3 separate regions of the Sus scrofa genome follow, and all the other regions are linked to region 1. Evidence: chromatin contacts called from public HiChIP or PLAC-seq data. All regions are on one chromosome and are shown on one strand. Each heading gives the region's core, a stretch centred on a gene start, on an enhancer-like site or on the middle of the called end of the contact. The rest is flanking DNA. Distances are from core to core; before and after follow the strand shown.

Region 1 (3,770 bases), core at 818-3,317:
GGATGCAACTCCTACCCTGTGTAAGAATACCCGGCCACTAACTTAACACCAATGGGTGACACTTTCTCAGACCTGAGGGGGAGGGAAAAACTGGAACCAACCATGATGGATCATAAGGCAAAGAATTGCTTCAAGGAGCCTAACAATGATCCCCAGTGAAAGCAGAGGGGAGACCTGAGAATGACCCTAAATTGGAATCTGGAGATTATGCACGCACAGCTCTCACCTGAGCACCTTCTTGTACGGTTTGTTGGGATCCCTGTAATAGGGGACAATCCGGGGTTTGAAGTCTTCATCACTTTGGTCGAGCTGAGTTCTTGAGTCTGGATGCTGGGGCCCTCCTGGTTCCCCCACAGCCTCAACACAGGGGTCTTCTCCCTCCCCCTGGATCCAGGAAACCCGCAAGAGGCTCAGGCTGCACCCCAGCGACAGCCCTAGGATAAGGGGCAGTGCTGGTCGCAGCAGAGCCAGTAGGGAGCTCAGTCGCATGGCGGTGGTTGTTGGGCACCAGGCCGGTAGTGGGCCCACAATTTTAACTAGGGAACCTGGGGTCAATGAGGTCAAGAAGACAACAAGGAGTGTTTGCTTCCAGGCCTAGCATCCCCAGGAAAGGTCTCTTTGTCAAGGTACCGGATGTAACCTTCAGCCCAAATGGTAATAAACATTAGAATCAATTTTATCCACTAAGGGGATTATGGTCTGTCTTCCAATAGAAAGGGGACGAAACAAAACCCAATCCTCACCCCCAAAGAAGGACTACGTATATCTGCAGACTGGATCTCAGTCAGAAGACAGCAGCAACTGATAAAGAGAAGGCTGGGGGGAAAAGCACCGGCTCCATCAAAACAAGAGCCCCCAACTCTGGAGGAACCTAACGCCACAGGCTTTTCCCCAAGAGCGCCTGGCTGGGGGCACGTTTCTCACTCAATTTCCTGAAGGGGCTGCTGGCTGGCTGCTGAAGACTGGCACAGAGATGGGGTCAGGGCCTCTTTCTACTCTACTCCTGAGAGTCAAGGCAACAGCTGGCTAGGAGCGCCCCTCCCCGTCAGGAGCGGTCGGGAGCCACTGGCATGGCGCAGGCAAGTTCTGCCCACCTAACCGAGGTGGATGGACACGGTGACTCAGCACTGAGAGCCTCTCCGAGGAGCACAACCGCTGATAGAGGCGTTTTTCAGGGCGCCCCTGTCTGACTCCCAGCTGCCAAGCGGCTGCTGCTGCCTACCATCCTCTGAGCGGCGATGGGAGGCAAACGACAGTAACTCCGGCTGTGAAAGAAAGATTCCGCGTCTGGTTTTTCCAGGGCCCCAGGCACTCAAACCAAGCTAAACCCAGAGACGAGAAGCGGCTCGCGACGACGCAGGGATCCTGCGAAGGCAAACGGAGGCTCGGCCGGCTTCCGGTGGGGCTGTGCTCAAGCCCGGCGCCCCGTCTACCTCTCAGCACTCAAAGACCAATTCTAGTCCTAGAGAGAAGGCCCAAAGCGAGTTTCAGCCGTGAGGCTCACAACAGAGAGAAATCGGGCTGCGTCACCGAGCTGCCGCGGAGGGGCAGGGGGACTCAGTTTGTTCGGGCAGCGGGCATGGAGATCGCGGCGGGGAGAGGAGGGGGAAACCCTCGTTCTCAGGCCGGTCAGCGGGGGCAAAAGCCCCGCCCGCGCCAGTGGGCGAAGGACAACGAGGGACAGCCCGAGGCCCACGGCGGGGAGGCCCCGGCAGCCGGGCCAGGGGCCGCGGGGAAGGATGACGGGCACCCGGGTGTGGCGGCCGCGGCCAGCCGCGTCGCGGGGAGCGGGGCCGAGGGCGTGGGGCTGGGACCTGCTCTTTCCCTCCGGAGCCGCGCCCCGGACGCCTCTCGCAGGGGGGAAGGGAAGGGGAAACAGACCCCAGTGCCCGGCCGAGGCGCCGGCTCCGCCGCTGCAGCCGCTGCCACCTCACAGCCCGGCCCGCTCCTTCCTCTTCCGCTGCTGTCAGGCCCGGTCTCTATGGTAACCGCATCCGGCGCTCGCTCCGCCGCCGCCCTCTCTATGGTCGCCCCGCCCCCTCGGCGCGCGGCCCCGCCCGGGCTGACGTGGTGGTCCCGCCGGCCGCCCGCGCCCCAGGAGCGGAAGTGCCGCCCGCAGATGCTAGTCCGAGTGAACCCAGCCCGGACCCAAAGGTGACCCAAATCTTCAACCTCCACTGTCTTCTAGAAAAAACCACTCTCCTCCTCGATGAGCGCGCTTCCTCTGCCTTCTTGACGCCTTCTGCCAAAGGGCTTTCGAACCCCATCACCCGCCCAGTTATTTCAGAAATGTTTGTGATTTGCCTGCTAAATCCCAGCTCATCGTCATGAGTGCAGTAGACAAGTGGTAGTCGAGAGGGCCGTGGTTCCTGCCCTCAGAGACCTGAGTGCTGAGGGAGACGGGCGCGAAACACACATTGACAAAAAAAATGTATGTAGGTAGGTAGGTGGGTGGAAGCCACAAACTGTCATTGCAGAAAAGTACAGTCAGTGGGAAAATATGAAGGAAGAATTAGATTGAGAATTTGGGACTGCCGAGATCCAAAGATTTGGTAAGTTTCCCAGACAAAAAGTGAAAAGGAGTTTTCCAGGCAAAGAGCAGAGCCCAGCAGGCCCTGCAAGAGGAAAGAGGTTGGCCCCAAGAATGGAAAAGCTAAGGCGCCCAAGGTCTGGAGAGTGGAGAGGAAACAGCTCAGGGGAAGCTGGAAGGTAGGGGAGGCCTTCAAACAATTCTGGTAGGTTCCCACCCAGGATGGCACAGTCCTATGGGGCAATTTTGTTGTCAGATGGTTGACAAGAGGAGCCAATAACGCTGGGTATCTTGTACATTGCAAGGTAGTATGGCACTAGAAAGGACTGTCTGTCCCACACAGCTTTCAGATGTCCTCCTGAACATTCATGTTAGTGGCCAGGGTGGGGGGGCAGTCACCATCTGATCCTTGAGCCTGTGTTTTTTGTTCTGTTTTGTTTTGTTTTGTTTTGTCTTTGGAGGGCCGCTCCTGCGGCATATGGAAGTTCCCAAGCTGGGGGTCAGGGCTACAGCTGCCAGCCTACTCCACAGCCCAGCAACGCCAGATCCGAGCAGCATCTGCAACCTACCCCACAGCTCACGGCAACGCGGCATCCTGAACCGGCTAAGTGAGGCCAGGGATCAAACCCAAGTCCTCATGGAAAACCGCTGAGCCACAATGGGAATTCCGAGCCTGTGTTTTATATGTCATTTTGAAGTAATTTTGCAGAGTTCTGGTATGTGCTGAGTTGTGAAAGAATGTAGTTATCGTGTAAATTGAAGGAAGATTATACTTTGGTTTGGACCAGGAATGTACTTTTGTTACCATTTTGGAGAACTGTATCATGAACAGCCCTGTCATTTATGCTGTCCTGTCTGCATTTGTACTGTCAGGTTCAAGGTGGTCCTACATTAGGTACAAGCATCTGACTAATGGTTATTTTCTGGCATTCTGAAACAACATCATTTTTTATCGTAAAGGATTTGCTTTTCTTTCTCCTTTCTGTTATTGTTACATTGTAATTTTTGGAAATTTTTATATGAAGTTATGTCATCTATGACCTTTATTTCAAAACAGGAAAGGGGACCTTATTTTAAAAGTTTGTTATTGAAAGGGAACATCGGGGCTGGGAGAGTCAAGTACCCATTCTAGGAGGCACAGGAGACAGAATGCATTAGCGCTGTCACCCTTTACTGTGTTTTGGTCTTATCCTCAATGAGACTGCAGTTTGATCTCCCCTTGGCAGTTGACACATGATAG
Region 2 (3,770 bases), core at 420-2,919, 220 kb before region 1:
GGATTCTGCCTTAATGTCGGTTAGTGTCCTAACTCGACGAGGCAACAAGGTGTATTTATGGGGCTGTCACCTCTAAATCTTCCTACCAAGGAATCTGGTCCTGCCGCTCGGAGCTCCGCAGGCGGGGGGAGGGCCCCGATTCCGTGCTTGCTGGGAAAGGCCGTGACCAGAGAGCCGTGATCCTACTCAGCCACGCAGCTCAACACTGTCAACAGCCCGAGGACAGCAAGGGACACTGGTAGGAGTGGAGGGTCTCTGCTCCTTCCACAACCACCAAGGGCAAGGACACCTACCATGACACTGGTCTCCGCGTCTGGAAAGCGCCCACGGCATCCTCGTTTCTCAGGTCTGGCTCACCTTCTTTCTGCATGACCCACGCCTCCCAGGCTGCCGTCCCTTCCTGCACCCCAACATTGGTGCCACGTCAAGGGCCCTTCGCCAACACAACTGAAGAAAGGGGTTGCCAGTAAACCATTTGTGGAAAATACACCAGTCTCCCTTTACCAGAGAGACCAGCCTGTGAACTCAGCCGTCTTAAATCCCCTCTGGAAGGACGTTTCTAGAGAGTTCCCAGCTAAGGGCAGGTGTTTGAGCTCGACTACTGAATTAGCCACGAAGGTGTGGAGAGTTAAAGATGTGTTGACTTGCGCTATTTTTCCCCGTCAGGTGTGTCGGATCTGCTTATCCCAGGGTTGAGACAACTGAGGTGGCGCACACTTTTTTTTAAAAATGCGTATTTTGAATTACTGCGTTCCAGTCTTCCCACAGGCCTTCATCCATAGATGATACTAAGTCACAACCTACACCCTCAAACTTAGACTGACACCAATATAGCAAAGGGCTAAAAAGAAAAAAACTTCACGCAAGGTAACAACCGCAGCGAGCAACCGCCAAGCGACCTGCGCCTCGCGCCTTTTAAGGGCTCTGCGAGCGCGAGTCCATCAACCGCTCAGCGTTCTACCAATCACCTCACCTCTCAATCTTTCCCCGCCCCTTCCCCCGATCTAACCAATCACTAGGAAGCTGGCGTCCCTCCGCCCCTCCCACCCGCCTCCAGACGTTCGAAGCCTGCAAAGCTCACTAACGCCCAAACGCGGGCTGAGCGTCGGAATTTATTTTTAGCTCCCGGGCAAGCAGCCCCGCCTCTGGCTCCGCCTCTTCACCGCCCCCAATGGGAGAAGGAGTTTCCGCCGCGTCATCGCGCGGGCGGGTGGGAACTGTCCAATCAGCGCTCGGGGAAAACTGGCGTAATTAAAAAGCGGCGGAAGCCGGTGGGAGGGTCATGACGCAGCGAGTTTCAGTCGTGACTTTTCTAGGGGCATTTCGGCGTCTCCTGTTTTTCCCTTTAAAGTAAAACGCCTGCCCGGCGCACCCCTGTGCGTCTCGGGGACGGGGGCGGCCGCAGCGGCGGAAGGGCGACGCTGACGCGAGCCGCTGCAGGGGGGCGGCCCCGGCGGCCGCGCGCGGTCACGTGGGCGTGTTTGGGGGCGGGGCCGCGCGGCGGTTCCGGGCGGTTGAGCGCGCGAGCCAGGAGCCAAGGCAGCCGCGCCCGCCCGCCCCGCCCCTGGATGCCGCTCTGCCCCGGCGCGGCAGCCGCCGATCGCAGCACAGGAGCCGCCGCCGCCGCCGCGGTTGATGTGGTTGGCCCGGGGCTTGTGAGGCCGCCAAGATGCCGCAGTCCAAGTCCCGGAAGATCGCGATCCTGGGCTACCGGTCTGTGGGTGAGTGGCGGGCGCCGCGCGGCCTCCTCGAGCCAGGGCCCGGCCTCGCCTGGGGGCCGGGACGCGGCGGGCCGGGCCAAGTTTGGGGCCGGCGCGGCCATGTGGCGGCCGCGCGTTTCGTAACCAGCGGTCCGCCGCCGCCACCTCCATTTTGAGCGGAGGCGGCGGCGAGGCCGGGCCCGTGGGGCGGCGGGCGGCCCGGGAGCGGGGAGGACGTGTCTGGGAGGCCTCGGGCGGACGGGGAGTTCCGGCGGTCCCGCGCCGGGCACGCGGTGCGGGGTCTACCGCTCTGCCAAACTGCCGCGAGGCCCCCCAAAGGCAGAAGTCGCACCTGTCCCTCTTCACCTCGCCGCGGCGAGCTGTCGTGATCGTTGCTGGCCTTTGCACCCCCCAAATTCAAGTCCGTGGGGTTTTAACAAAGGAAACTGTGCCTTGGGGTTTTTTTCCTATGCGTGAAGTTCAACGTTTTAAAGGAAACTGGGGACCTAGAGGACGTTTGGCTACAGAGGGCAAGTTTCCTACGAAAGAAACCCAAGAGCCCTCTTCGGAAGCCTCCTGGATGCTGCCAGCGGCCGAAGTAGAAAAGCAGGGAAAGAGAAATTTCTGCTTTCTCGGTGTCCTATTTTTCTACGGGAAAAAATAAGGTCAGGTACTTGTAACCAGGCTGGTGAAGTGATTCAAAAGTTACCCCCCCACCCCGCCGCCGCCGCCACTGAACAAGATTGACATATATCTGTAACTGTTCCTGACAGTAGCTTTTTAGCCTAACGGAGGTGGTCTGGGGTGGGATGGGGGTAGACCGGGTGCCAGAAAACGAGAAAACAGCCGTTGACCTAACCATGCTTTAGGGTGAGGCTTTATTGTCTTTGACAACCGGAAGCCTGGAGAAATTACGATTATCTTTTCGTGTTGTTTTTAAGAACTGTTTAAGGGAAATGTGCACTTGACCGCGGGGTGGGGGGGCGGCTGCCGGGTGAAAGCGGGTGTTTGGAGTCTGTGGTGATTGCAGAAGGAGGTAACGGTAACTGCCCTAGGAACGCTTTTCACCGCCAACTCCCCGACCTCGCTTTCTGTTCTGCTTCTTCACCCCCATTTTCCACGGCCGGTGCCAGGGTCTATGCTCTTTGACCAACATCAGCTACAGCGTGCTTACTCATCCTTTTATCATCCCTCTCCGGTCAAAGGGGTGGGGGTGGGGGGAATCAGGGGCTGAGAGGTGCTTGTGTAGTGAGAAGGGGCGCCCAGAGTCATAGGGGTAACTCTGGTACGGTGCAGTGCCAGATGTGTGGAGAAGAGTAGGTGGCAGCCGTAACAGCTGCAGCTGGGAAGTACCGTGTATCAAATTGAGGCTTTCAAAGTCTACACAGCCCCAAGTGCCCATGTGGAACCTGGCATCCAACCTCTGTTGGCAGCTTAAATCACCTAGCCCTGGCTTGTCCGTGGTCTTTAGTTCCTCCCCTGGCTTGTGAAGAGAGGGGGGACCGTGACATATCCTGGCTCTTGAGTGAGTTCTAGCTAATCAGATACATAGCGCCCACTAATTAAAGGTAGCAGTTACAGGTGACTTGAACCCGAATAATCAAGTTACAGGTGATAAGTACCTGGGCTCCCTGATTTCAGCGGAAGAGAGATTCTTGGTGGTGGTTCTGTTCTTCAGTGAATAAGCCTCGCATTTGCTCTCACTGTTTTGCTAAAGAAGTTCCTCGTATCCAACTAAAACCTGTTCTTTTTGTATCTTCCTTCTAGCCGTCATCCTCTTAGAGACCCAGATGAGACAGGTCACCCCTTTGTCTTCTCTTTTCAACTGCTGTTAGTTAAAGTATTGTACTAAAGCAGCCTCCAGTGGGGTGCAAGGTATATTTGGTCCCTATTTTTTGTGCCTTCAATATGTTATACTGCTTGTAGCCCACTCAGTTGTCTCCATATTTGTTTTCACATGGGGTGATGATTAAAGTGAAATGTATTTTAGAAGTTCCCCTGTAGGTCAGTGGGTTAAGAACCCGACCAGTATCCATAAGGACGCGGTTTCTATCCCTGGCCTCGCCCAGT
Region 3 (3,770 bases), core at 324-2,823, 150 kb after region 1:
AGCCAGAGTCTGGCATGGGGCTCCCGGCCACACCGCCACCCCAGGACTCCCCCCAAGAGCCCCTCGTGCTACGGCTGAAATTCCTCAACGATTCAGAGCAGGTGGCCAGGGCCTGGCCCCACGACACCATTGGCTCCCTGAAAAGGTAAGCTGGGAAGAGGACGGGGTTGAAGTGGTAATGAGTCGGGTGGGAATGGTCACAGCGTGGAAGGGCCACCAGAGATGCTGATGGGAACTGAGGTCCCCAAGCCACTCACACGGTATTGTTCCTCTGAAGCAGGAGAGGCCCCTGCGGAGGGAGCCCTGGGTGGTAGGTGGAGGAGAGAAGTGAGAGAGTTGTTCTGGGCGAGGGGCCAGGATTGCCTGAGACCTGCTCTATTACCCAGGTCCCTCTCTCCTCAGGACCCAGTTTCCCGGACGGGAGCAGCACGTGCGACTCATCTACCAAGGGCAGCTGCTAGGAGACGACACCCAGACCCTGGGCAGCCTTCACCTCCCTCCCAACTGCGTTCTCCACTGCCACGTGTCCACCCGGGTGGGTCCCCCACACCCACCCTGCCCACCGGGGTCAGAGCCAGGCCCCTCCGGGCTGGAGGTAGGCAGCCTCCTGCTGCCCCTGCTCCTGCTGCTGCTGCTGCTGCTCTGGTACTGCCAGATCCAGTACCGGCCCTTCTTTCCCCTGACAGCCACCCTGGGTCTGGCCGGCTTCACCCTACTCCTCAGTCTCCTGGCCTTTGCCATGTACCGCCCGTAGTGCCTCCACGGGCTCTTGGCAGTGTCGCTGGCCCCTCCGGACCTTGCTCCCCACGACACGGTGGGAGCTGCTGTCTGCCCCGGCCGGCCTCTCCCACTTGCCTCTTCCCACTACCCTGGAGCCCAGCCCTGCGCCGCAGAGCGCTCCGGGGGCCGGCGGAGGCCCCTCCCTGTGACCTTCATGGCTCTGGGCCACCTTCTGGGGCTGCTGGCCCTCAGCCCCCACGGACAGTCAGCTCCTCCGGGTCAGACAGCTGCTGTCGCTGCCTCGGCCCTGGGCAGAGCCCGGCCACGCCCCTAGGCCCTTCTTAGTGTTCTGCCTGAAAACCCAGCCACCTCTAGTCCCTGAGAGCATCTTGAGCTGATTTAGGGACCCAAGGACGGGAGCGTGGGTGGGAAGGAGGGGGTTCTCTGGAACATGTGCAGATTAAATAACTGTGAAGTTTTCACTCTTGGTGTGTGCCTGCCTGTGTGGGCCCGTGGGGCAGGGAGCTCCTGCCCACTGGGAGAAAGACGGTAGAACGCGGGATCCGCAGCCGGACGGTCCTAGGTTCCGTGCTGGGCGCTCCCACTTACCAGGCACTTCGCCCTGCCCAACCTGCCCAGGCTGGCTGCCGACTTCCCCTCTGCTTTTCGCTGCATCCTCGGCTCCTCGCCCTTGGGCTCCGCCCCGCTCCTAGTCCCGCCCCCGCCCCGGAGCCGCGCGCGCAGCTTCCCAGAAGCAGGGGGCGGGGCGCGCGGCACCCTGGCGCGCGGGGCCTGACGGGAGCCACGTCTCCGCTGGCGGAGGACCGTGCCGCGATTGGCGTCTGGGCGGCGATCCGGGGGCTGCTGGGAAGATGGCGGACTCGGTGGCCCGCCGATGAGGAGGCCGCGGGGGGAGCCCGGCTCTCGGGCCCCGAGACCGACTGAGGGAGCGATCTGCGCGGGGCCCGGGGAGTCATGTAGGGGTGGCGCCTGAGGGGCGGGCTGCGGGAGGGCGGCGGGAGTTGGCGTTGGTGGCCGTGACTACGGTCTCCTGGCATCCCCTGGCCGGGTGGGTGTGGGGCCCCCTGACACCACCGACTCCGCGCCATAGCAAAGCTGCGCCCTCCGAGGTGGGCGCTGCGTTCTCGTTTCACGGGCGAGGAGGCTTGGGCAGAGAGACGAAGCCACTTGTCCAAGGTCACGCAGCTGGTAAGTGGGAGCGCCCAGCATGGAACCCAGGACCGTCTGGCTGCGGATCCCGCGTTCCACCCTCCGTGCCGCCGCCGCCGCCTCCTACGGGAGGGGGAGGTGGTCGGGAGGGCGTATCGTTGGGGCGAGCTGGGCTCCAGGCTGAGCGCGACCACTAACCAGATGCGTGACCTCGGGCTTAACTTAACCCCTTCGCCTTTCTGGGCCTTGGTTTCTCCACCTGTGAAAGCGAGATGATGCTGGCCCTGCCTGCCTTCTCACAGGAGGATCAGAGGAGAGCATGTATGTGGCGTTGCTTTGTGAATATCCCTACGCCGAGAACACTGAAGGATTCGCTTGCTGTCTCAAAGGGTAGAAGGAGGCAGAGAGGTGCGGGTGGGGTGGAGGACCAGCGTAGCCACAAAGAAGGGCGAACCTGAGTCTGGGTTGCTCCGACCCCAGGCCCCTCTGGATGGGGAGTGTGAGGTGAGGAGCAGAGAGCTGGCCTTTCTCCCCTTTGGAGAATACCTCACCCCCTTTTCTGGGCCACCCCTCAGGGTCTCCATCACCCAACTCCATGCTTCGAGTCCTGCTCTCTGCCCAGGCCTCCAGCGCTCGGCTCTCTGGCCTGCTGCTGCTCCCGCCAGTACAGCCCTACTGTCTGGGGCCCAGCAAGTGGGGGGACCGGCCTCCTGGAGGAGGCTCCCATGTAGGCCCTGTGCAGGGGCTGCAGCGGCTTCTGGAACAGGCAAGGAGCCCTGGGGAGCTGCTGCGCTGGCTGGGCCAGAACCCCACCAAGGTCCACGCCCACCACTACCTTGTGGCACTTCGTCGCCTGGGTCAGCTCTTGGGGTCCCAGCCACGGCCCCCTCCCGTGGAGCAGGCCACACTACAGGACTTGAGTCAGCTCATCATCCGAAACTGCCCCTCCTTTGACATTCACACCATCCACGTGTGTCTGCACCTCGCAGTCTTACTTGGTGAGGAGGGTGTCTGGGGGTGGGTGTTAATGGAGAGGAGAGAACGGTAGAGGACCCAAGATCACTGACAGAACCCACCTTTCAGGCTTTGCCAGGAACGGCACATTCACTGCGGCTTAGCTGGGGTGCCACTCCAGCTCCCTTCTAGTGCAGTGTTCTAGGAAGCCTCTGCCACTTGTCACCATTGGCAAGACATGAGAACTTACTTGCCATCTTTGTATAAGGCCTTACCCTCCGTCTGTTCTGATACCTTAGTTCATGTGGTTTTTTGCATTTCTCCAGCATGTCCACACATGTACATTCTCTATAGCAAACCTTCCAGCCCAGGAAATGGAGGTGAAAGGGTGGGGAATTCACTAGCTAGACTCCAGGACTGGAGCAGAGCAGAGCAACCCCGTTGCCAGGCCTGCCTCCACTGACCCTCTCCCTCTCAGGCTTCCCATCAGATGGGCCCCTGGTGCGTGCCCTGGAACAGGAGCGCAGGTGCCGCCTCCATTCGAAGCCGCCTCCCTCTCCGCAACCTGTCCTTCATGGTGGGCAAAGGTTGGAAGCTGCTTTGAGCTGCCCCCGTTTCCTGCGGCATCCACAGCAGCACCTCATCCGCAGCCTGGCAGGTGCCGGAGGGGGTTAAGGTTGATGGGCGGAGGGGAGCTAAGGAGGAGGCAGGTGGTGGTGTCCGGCCTTAGGGTCCAGCTTAAGAGGCTGTTCTTCACAGAGGCCAGGCCAGAGGAACTGACTCCCCAAGTGATGGTGCTCCTGGCCCAGCACCTGGCCCGCCACCGGTTGCGGGAACCCCAGCTTCTGGAAGCTATTGCTCACTTTTTGGTGGTCCAGGAAGCCCAGCTCAACAGCAAGGTGGGACCACCTCCCACCTTCACGGCT

The links. HiChIP or PLAC-seq counts read pairs in DNA pulled down with a chosen protein or histone mark.
Region 2: an H3K27ac HiChIP or PLAC-seq map of alveolar macrophages shows a contact between it and region 1. The contact joins the promoter of RHEB here to the promoter of ABCF2 in region 1. A contact is called at or near these places in 1 of 5 promoter capture datasets (liver) and 1 of 2 datasets of contacts at active chromatin or transcription factors (alveolar macrophages).
Region 3: a contact with region 1 is called in an H3K27ac HiChIP or PLAC-seq map of alveolar macrophages. The contact joins the promoter of FASTK here to the promoter of ABCF2 in region 1. A contact is called at or near these places in 2 of 5 promoter capture datasets (fetal liver and liver), 1 of 47 Hi-C or Micro-C datasets (heart right ventricle) and 1 of 2 datasets of contacts at active chromatin or transcription factors (alveolar macrophages).

Annotation. Positions count from the first base shown.
Region 1 is chr18:5,992,951-5,996,720 of Sscrofa11.1, forward strand. It overlaps ABCF2 (ATP-binding cassette sub-family F member 2), which reads left to right and starts at 2,068. Exons shown (of 16, transcript XM_021079257.1): 1 at 2,068-2,552.
Region 2 is chr18:5,777,770-5,781,539 of Sscrofa11.1, forward strand. It overlaps RHEB (Ras homolog enriched in brain), which reads left to right and starts at 1,670. Exons shown (of 8, transcript NM_001287846.1): 1 at 1,670-1,721. The coding sequence starts at 1,670. LOC102162623 (a long non-coding RNA gene) reads right to left here and starts at 1,351. Exons shown (of 3, transcript XR_002340246.1): 1 at 294-1,351.
Region 3 is chr18:6,143,694-6,147,463 of Sscrofa11.1, forward strand. FASTK (Fas activated serine/threonine kinase) reads left to right here and starts at 1,574. Exons shown (of 10, transcript NM_001143707.2): 1 at 1,574-1,697; 2 at 2,466-2,888; 3 at 3,323-3,502; 4 at 3,604-3,743. The coding sequence starts at 1,616. AGAP3 (arf-GAP with GTPase, ANK repeat and PH domain-containing protein 3) reads right to left here and starts at 1,422. Exons shown (of 18, transcript XM_021078868.1): 1 at 1,330-1,422. It overlaps TMUB1 (transmembrane and ubiquitin like domain containing 1), which reads left to right. Exons shown (of 3, transcript NM_001244336.1): 2 at 1-145; 3 at 403-1,202. The coding sequence ends at 754.